Regions from separate parts of the Mus musculus genome. Here regions 1 and 3 are each linked to region 2. A link is a contact called in public HiChIP or PLAC-seq data. All regions are on one chromosome and are shown on one strand. The core of a region is the stretch at or near the end of the contact, and the rest is flanking DNA. Distances in the headings are between cores, read along the strand shown. Region 1 has its middle 27 kb from the start of Gm20758. Region 2 has its middle 14 kb from the start of Phlda1. Region 3 has its middle 8.4 kb from the start of Gm20758.

Region 1 (2,761 bases), core at 225-2,724, 380 kb after region 2:
AACCTGAGGTATCCTACAGCCTCGGCCTCCCTGTTGGTAGAATTGCAGGCGTAAACCACTATGCTTGTTTTCTTGCTGTTGCTGTTTATTTGGGGGGAGGGGTATTTGTTTTGTAGGCCAGGCTGGTCTTGCACTCACAGAGATCCTCCTGTTTCTGCCTCATAGGTGCTGGGATTCAAGCTGTGCACTACCTCCCCTGCTCCTCCTGTACTCGGCTTTGCCTTTTGTTTTTTGGGCTTTGTTTGTTTGTTTGTTTTCAAATACAGGCTCTAGACATTGACTTCAGGTCTTCCTTCATACTGTGGCAAGACCCTGTCCTCTCTCTACCCCAAGACCCACATATTTTTTTCTTCGTTATTTTGTTTTTCTACAATGGCTTCAGGGTTCCTTGTATAGAAAAGTGATTACCTCATGAAACCAATGATAAAATTCCAATTAAATGAACATTATCAGGGCACATTGGTGAGGGTTTCATTGCCGGGGATCCCGGCCCCTCTCCAGTTAGACCTACTCTGGTGCTCGTGGAGGTAAGCGAAAAGGACAATGAAGGTAAGGAACCCAACGGAAGTTTGATATTTTCCTTTCCTCCCCTTGTGAGGGGGACAGGGACCTTATCAAGAGCCTCGAGTCCCAAATCTTGAATTGGCGTCCTGTCTCATAGATAGGCTAAGAGGGGAACTTTTCAACACACACACACACACACACACACACACACACACTCTATAGGAAGCAGAGACTCTACTGCCCATGGACTGACTGTCTCAGTCACTGTGTCCCCGCCTTTAGAAGTGATTGGGTGGTCAGTGTTAAGTGGATATGGTATGGTCAGTACTTAGTTTCTAGTGCTTCCTGGCTTCCCCTGCTTCAAAGACCTACTACTAAAATCGAGAGACAGTGCACTCTGGTACCTTTAACTTTTAGAGCTTAATAAATGTCCCCCGTGCCATCTTCAGCTGTCTTTTGTGACATTTTCTTATGCTTCAGTCTGCAAGCAAATAAGGAAGCTGGTAATGGATTGTCTCAAATCCTAAAGGCTTCCTTAGGCCCAGGAGCCATTATAAAAATGCAGGAGGACACACAGAGCTGCTGCTGAGCCTTAAGAGAGTGGCAGCGGGGGGAGGGGGCTGGCATTTTGAAGCATCTCATGGACTTCTGAGCACAACTTGCTTGTGGAAATGAAAAGGCGTGCCCACATAGCTCGCTGAGCTGTCAGCAGAATCCTGTGAACTGCAGCAGAGCTCAGGGGCTCACAGAAATCAGATGTTCTCCACCGTTATTAAACCTGGGGTTATTGCCAGGGTGCTTCACTATCTAAAACCCTCCACCTACGGTCAAAAAAAAAATTATAAGATATATTTTATCAGACTGCTTGCTTTAACATTTCCTGTTTCCCCAGAAGTACTCCTACTGTAGCTGGCGGCAAAAGTCACCTTGTGGTGTGATTGGGTTGAGCTGCGGTCTTGAATTTTTCATGTGCTCTGCCTGACTTGATCCTGCAGTGGTTGATGGAGTGAAAAGGCAGGAGGCAGGGGAAGAGAGGGATGCTGTAAATGTTCCCGCTGACCTTGAGGCGGCCCCTTCTCAATGCTGAGAGGTGGCAAGGGTGCAGAGTTCTTCAGGTGGGCAAGGTAGGAGAGCTCTGCTACAAGCACCCCTCTCTGTTTCTTCCGGAATATGTCGTGTTCCTTTCCTCGGTATACCAGCATAGCTGCTTCTATTTAAAGAAACGGTTTTGTGGATTGGCAGTCTTTCAGCAGTGAGAGCGCAATGGCACGGGGACTCATTGTAGTAGTCTCATTATCCCAGGATATGCAAAAAACCTTGCTTAAAAGGCTATTCAGTGCTCAATCAGAATTTTGCCTCTCATAAGACATTCTTCTGATTGTTCAATCAATTCCTATTGTAGAGATCTGGAACCTCGTTATGGAGCGCTCAATTCCCAAAGGGACTTGAAGTATTTTCCTTATATAATTTCATTAGGGGCTGTGCAGTACTGATCCTCTGGATTCTACAATGAAACATACTTAGTGTCTTGGGTGTGACATTCTTACAGTAACCTCTGGGATAAATGCATTGACATTATCCCATTGCAGATGGAGAAGCTGATGTTTACAAAGGTAAAGTAACAGGTTCCTATGCACAAGGCTCGAGGGCACTCGTTTGTCCAGTCGCCAAGCCTGTGCCTCGTCACGAACTTCAACCTTACCGAATTAACCACAAATGACACCGTTCTGGGGGAAAGACCTTATTGTCTTAGAAAGGAAGATGTTTCTGCAGAAAAATACAACATAATTTGCTTTCTGAAGTGTTAAGGGAAAGTAGTCACCTTTGTTGTATCAAATGTCTCTTTTAACCATCAAATTTAGGTTGAAACATAACCCTTATTTTAAGTTGTTTGGAGGTAGAGATTTTAGCAATATTAAGTCTCATTAAATAGGCGCGATAAAAACGACTTCAAGAACTTCTTTGCCCCTCTGTCATGTGGAGACACAGCAAGATGGCTGCCTGTGAGTCAGGAAGTGGCCTTTGCCACACACTGAATACTCCAGTGCCTCTGCCTTGCAGTTCCAGAAGGGTGGGGATACAAGTTTGTTATTTAAGCCATCATTGAGAATGGTTTTGTTCTTATCAGCCTATGCAGATCACAGCAGTACCCTGTGCATCTTCTTCCTGATGTGTCAACCATATCAAGAAGATAAATATAATATCTGCTTCATATTTCCTCTGTGTCTTAAACAAGAAAATATTATGGGATTCTCAA
Region 2 (2,700 bases), core at 160-2,659:
CCCTGTCTTTAATTGGAAGGAAAAAAGGAAGGAAGGGAGGAAGGGAGGGAGGGAGGGAGGGAGGGAGGGAGGGAGGGAGGAAAGAAAGAAAGAAAGAAAGAGGGAGGGAGGGAGGGAGGGGAGGGAGGGAGGGAGGAAGGAAGGAAGGAAAGAAAGAAAGAAAGAAAGAAAGAAAGAAAGAAAGAAAGAAAGAAAGAAAGAAAGAGGGAGGGAAGGAGGGAAGGGAGGGAGGGAGGAAGGAAGGAAGGAAAGAAAGAGGGAGGGAAGGAGGGAAGGGAGGGAGGGAGGAAGGAAGGAAGGAAGGAAAGAAGGAGGGGAGAAGAAAAGAAAGAAGGGAAAAAAAAGGAGGGGGGAGGGAAAAAAGGGGAAAAAACACCCTCCCATCTAGGACATCAATAGCCCCAAATGACACATTTCCTCCATCTTTTGACTGAAGTGTTCAAGCTAGAGAAGAGTTCAAAACTCAGAGATTATACAAGGGAGGTGGAAGCTGGGTGTGTGGTAGCGCAGACCTTTAGTCCCAGCACTTGGGAGACAGAGGAAGGCAGATTTCTATGGATTTGAGGCCAGCCTGGTCTACAAATGGAGTTCCAGGACATCCAGGACTACACAGAGTACACAGAGAAACCATGTCTTGAATATCACCACAACCCCAACAAACACACACACACACACACACACACACACACAGGAAAGAAAAGAAAAGAAAAGAAAAGAAAGAAAAAGGAAAGAAGAGAGAAAAAAGAAAAAAGGAAAAAATAAAAAAGAAAGAGAAAAATTGAAAGGAAAAAAAAAACCCACATGGGTCCTCAGTAACTGTCCTTGGGTTTACAGTTAACCTACTTTTTAATTCAAAATTATGAACATGCTGCAGGCGACGCCATATTTCTTCTGGCATAAAATGACCTTTCCCGGGGTTTCATTCATAGCACTTGGCTCTGTCTCTGAGTCCCAGTGCTTGTCACAAGGCAGCAGGTTGCCTGCTTGTTCTTATTGGAGTGACAACTGGGCCGTGTGACAGGGGGCAATGCTGACAGGCTGTCTCTCTGACAGCAGATTGTCAGCGTTCTTGACCCGGGCACTCCAAGAGCCTGGGAAAACACTTTGATTTCAATGTGGCCTTCAAACGGAATACCTAGCTCAAGCAAATGACGGTAAAAATAGGTCTGCGGGTCGGCTTTTGTGAAATTAGCTGATTCTCAGCGTCCTCAACCAACTGAGCTCTATGCCAGCGGCATAATCAGGGGGCATTCTTCTTCGTACGCATTTAACCTTGATGCGTAAAACCCGTGTTTTAATTTAGAATTTACCAGCTAGAAATTAATGCCTGGGATTGGGTGAGATACAACGGGTGTCTGTGAATTAAAAAAAGAGGGCCATAGAAGGTATACAGTTGGAAGCGCGTGAGTCGCAAGGTGGGTGGGAGGAGCCTCCGGGCACAGAGGAAGGGCAAGGACTGCCAGCAGGCTTGGGAAGGAGACAGGAGAGGAAGGAACTCTCCCATTTCCTCTACTCCTGCTTTCCGAACCACCAGTGACATTGCCCTTTTGTCAGAGGGAAAGAAATCTTTTCCTAGGACGTTAAACTAAAGGCGTTGGTTGGTTTCTGACAACCGATTATGACAATTATTGTTTAGCAGTGGAGGGAAATGAAGAAATGATGCCCCACCCCCACCCCCCGCAACAATTATCCAATTGTAAGCATGGAGCACGTTCAGATATTAATGCATTCGTTTGACCTCAGTAATGCCATTAAAACGAGTTCAACATTTCTCCCCAGAAAGAGTCACCAGAAAAGGAAATAAACATCAGGTTGTGGAACTCTGTGTGTGTGTGTGTGTGTGTGTGTGTGTGTGTGTGTGTATGTGTGAACTCTGTGTGTGAGTGTGTGTGTGTGAACTCTGTGTGTGTGTGTGTGTGTATGTGCATGGGTGCGCATTTCTACAGGCACCAATCCCTTAAGAAACATTTACTGTGCTTTATTTTGAGTTGGAAAAGCTGCCATTCATTAAACTGTTGCCACCTGGATCCTAAACCTCTAGTAAGAGACCAGATATCTCTCTCGTAGCAGCCAGCTGGCTTGGTGATTATTTCCAACAGAGCCACAGTATGCCTAGCCTCTCCCAGTGCTCCCAGTGAGTGTTCCACAAAGGAAGGTGACAGTAATTATAAGGCTGCTCAAGACATTTGACAGGGTGCCGCCATTGGTGTTCTCAGTCTATTTTGCCAGACTCAATGTTTTTGTTCTATATGTTAAACTTTCTGCAAAAGATTACATTTTATTTAAAAACCGCAGCAACAAAATGGGGTTGTCAATTCTCTTATAAACAAAAAGCGAACTGTCAGACAAAACCCAGGGAATAGAGAGCTCCAAATATTGGAAGTTATCACCCCCACTTTCGGTCTTATTATCAGTGCTTGATTAAATTCGGCCTCATGCAGCATATTTAACCAAATAATAAATAAATAAATAAATCAAAGATGCTTTCATTTTAGAACTCTGCATGACAGACACAGTGGGTGTGAGATTACAGATATATTCGCTTGCTTCACTACAATAGCCATATACTCACCTTTCCCGTTAAAGTATTAGTTTTGCTATTTCCCCTCAGATAAAGGAATCTTACTGCCCTACCCCATTTCGCAGAGTTTCCAAAATAAACACGAGGTTAGTTGTGTACACTGACAATATAATTTGAAA
Region 3 (2,849 bases), core at 155-2,654, 360 kb after region 2:
CAGTGTCTGCTCATGGATGTTTTTAAATACCAGTTTTACTTCCTGAAAAAAAAATGCAAACTGAGATACTAGTTTTAGATTTCATTTTCTGATCCTTTCCGTGGTAAAGAAGCCATACTTTTGTGAACATTTAGCTAAAGAAACGGCTAACCTTCTAGAGCCACGTGTAGGTCTCCTGAAATGACAGCAGGAGTGTGTGGGATGTCAGAATCACTCAACAGCTGGATTCTACTACGTGCAACCTGCTGCGGCAAATGAGCCACGGGACACTTAAGAGCAAGGGAGCACAGTTTAATTAAAACTGGCTCAAGATGGAAAACCTTTAATGAATTCAAGTCTCGGAGCAGAACTTGAGACCCAAAATCCCTCGGGGGAACTGTCAATAATAAAGATGCAATCTTCTGAACCAATCGCTCATGAGACCCCAGCTCGCCTTCGATGATGCCAGGAGTTGTTGTTCCTCGGGGCGGAACGATTTGGGTAGCGAAGTAACCTGGCAGAGGCTGCGGAAAAGAGACGGGCTCTCTCATGGCAGCGCCACCTTCTGTAAATCTGATAATGAGTTAATCTCACATCTGCAAGAATTAATCATGCATTCAGAGAGCTCCATATTAAATGTCACGCAAATGAAATTTCCATTTGGTGAATGCAGCTTAGTCACAAAGCCTGTAGGGGTAGCTGGGTTTGAAGAAAAAAAAATCACTCTTGGATAAAAGAATCCAGATTTGCCTTTATGTCTATACTGTGCGTCTCGTTGGATCTGAAGGGGAAGCTTCAATCTATGGGAAAGGCACAGCCTCCTGATTCCCCTGCGGTGTCTCAAGTGGATTTAGGGATGATTAGAGGTTGTGTGAGTCCTTGGGGATCCTAGCAACAAGACAGCTGTGTTAGTTTCCTACGTTCGCTGTAGCAAATTACCATATACACTTTGAGGGGTAACAATTTAATTTTGTAATTAGGGGGGTCAGAGTCTAATACGGGTCCCGTTCTCGGCAGTGTTAAGGGAAGAGTCCACTTTTATGTCTTAGTTGATTGACACTGATTCTTGGTCTGCTCTTCTACATTCAGAGGAAGGAACGGAACCTCTGTTCTTCCCTCTGAATTCTGCATTCTCGGTTCTCTGTCTGTGGCTCTGATCTTCCCCCACCCCACTTCTATGAAGCCTCTTATGATTATATGTGGTGTCCCTCGAAGAATCTTCCCATCACAGGATGTTTAGCTTAATCCACGATCAAGATCCTTTTAGGTAACATTTTTCTCAGATTCTCTCAGTCAGTATCCTCCAAAGAAAATGGAGATTATTTATGCATATATGTGTGAATATGTGATTATGTAAGTATGCACGCATATGTGGGAGAAAGGTTTGCACCATGTGGTTCGAGAGAGGGAGCATTTCCAAGCTGCGCATTGAGTAAGCTGTGCATCCAGGAAACCCGATGATATAACTCCAGTTTGAGTCCAAAAGTCTGCTGAGAATGGGAAAGTCAATCTAGTGAGTTCTATTGTAAAAGCTGGGTTAGACTGAGACACCAGCTGCCATTTTTTAGTCCCAGAGGAAAATGCCAGCTCTTAGCCCTCAGTGCGGGCATGAGGAATAGCCTCTTCTTTTGCCTTTCAGTTTGATTCTGGTTCGAGGTCAGTTGGATGAGGAGCACCCTCACTAAACAGGGAAGTGGTTATAACCAGTCTATAGACTCATCATCCCTCCCAGAAATGTCCTTGTAGATCCTACAATAGTGTTTAACTGAGCATTTGGCCATCCCGTGGGCCTGTCAAGTTGATATAGAATATCAATCCTCACCAGGACCCTACGGTTTGCAGTAAAACTTGCCTGTCCCTAGGCACCTGGGGGTTAGCCTTGTGTTTGCCAGACCCTATAGTTAAATTAGTTACATCTGATGGGTTGTGTCCAGGCGATAATTCCAGAATAATATCACAGAGTGGCTCATATCAGCGAAGGGAATCACTTGTGTGCAATAGGAATTCTTGGCTAAGCATTTTCCCTCTTTTCTGACATCATCCTTCCAGCTTCCCGGCAGAAAGAAGGGTAGCAGAGGAAACATTGGCCAACTTTGCCCGCTCATATTCCAACTTGACCACCAGAGCCCTCGGTGGCATCAGGGGACCTGAGAGGATGAGCTCTCGCTCTCTAGTCTTCATGGTGGAGGGACACAAACACAACGGTGTGATGTTGGCAATTCAAATGTTTTCTTCACTGCCCAAGAAAAAGCTCAAGCCTTAACCTTCCGTTCATCAACCAATCCACCAAGACCAAATGTCTTGTGGTTCCCCGCTCGCTCACCTCCTTTCCCTACCCAGTCTCCCAAAAGGCGACTGAAACTAATCACAGCAGGCTTCACGATGTCAAGACAACTACTATGGTTGTAATAAGATTATTCAAGTAGACACAGATAATAGTTATGTTTGTAGTTCTTTTAAGCAAATTGACTTTGAAGTCCAATTAACCCATGGTCAAACCAGGAGTAGGTTTCTCATTCTTCAGATTTCCCTTTTGAGCACACATAGCTTACCATTCCACAGGTCAGAAGCTGTGGTCTCCATATTTCATGTGTTGACTTGGAGCAGAGAAAAATAATCTTAGGAGAAAAGAATGACAAACTACATGCACAGAAAAAGGACACTGGCAAGAGCTGGATCATTCTGGATTTTTTTTTTTTTTTTGAGCGCAGTCACATTCTTGTGAAACCAGAAGGGTTAATTCAATGTAGGGTTAATTAGTTATAACCACTTATAACTCTATAAAATGTAGGTCATTACCTATGCATATGAATTGTGTCTGTAGAAGAATGACTTCTATTAAAATAGAAGAGATGAGTCTCATTAATCCA

Evidence for each region. HiChIP or PLAC-seq counts read pairs in DNA pulled down with a chosen protein or histone mark.
Region 1: a contact with region 2 is called in an H3K4me3 HiChIP or PLAC-seq map of forebrain, with 10 times the contacts expected there. The contact joins two enhancer-like sites. A contact is called at or near these places in 2 of 484 Hi-C or Micro-C datasets (bone marrow-derived macrophages and visceral endoderm) and 11 of 115 datasets of contacts at active chromatin or transcription factors (embryonic basal ganglia, embryonic forebrain, embryonic hindbrain and 5 more).
Region 3: an H3K4me3 HiChIP or PLAC-seq map of forebrain shows a contact between it and region 2, with 6 times the contacts expected there. The contact joins two enhancer-like sites. A contact is called at or near these places in 2 of 484 Hi-C or Micro-C datasets (bone marrow-derived macrophages and olfactory sensory neurons) and 10 of 115 datasets of contacts at active chromatin or transcription factors (embryonic basal ganglia, embryonic forebrain, embryonic hindbrain and 7 more).

Annotation. Positions count from the first base shown.
Region 1 is chr10:111,899,782-111,902,542 of GRCm38.p6, forward strand. No RefSeq gene overlaps it. Among named protein-coding and RNA genes, the nearest start is that of Gm20758, 27 kb to the left of the region's middle. Within about 2 kb of position 1,475, at least 22 of the 459 cell types and tissues checked have an H3K27ac peak or open chromatin away from gene starts, as enhancers often do. A contact at or near this core is called in forebrain, where this site is marked.
Region 2 is chr10:111,518,757-111,521,456 of GRCm38.p6, forward strand. No RefSeq gene overlaps it. Among named protein-coding and RNA genes, the nearest start is that of Phlda1, 14 kb to the left of the region's middle. Within about 2 kb of position 1,410, at least 28 of the 459 cell types and tissues checked have an H3K27ac peak or open chromatin away from gene starts, as enhancers often do. A contact at or near this core is called in forebrain, where this site is marked.
Region 3 is chr10:111,881,302-111,884,150 of GRCm38.p6, forward strand. No RefSeq gene overlaps it. Among named protein-coding and RNA genes, the nearest start is that of Gm20758, 8.4 kb to the left of the region's middle. Within about 2 kb of position 1,405, at least 12 of the 459 cell types and tissues checked have an H3K27ac peak or open chromatin away from gene starts, as enhancers often do. A contact at or near this core is called in forebrain, where this site is marked.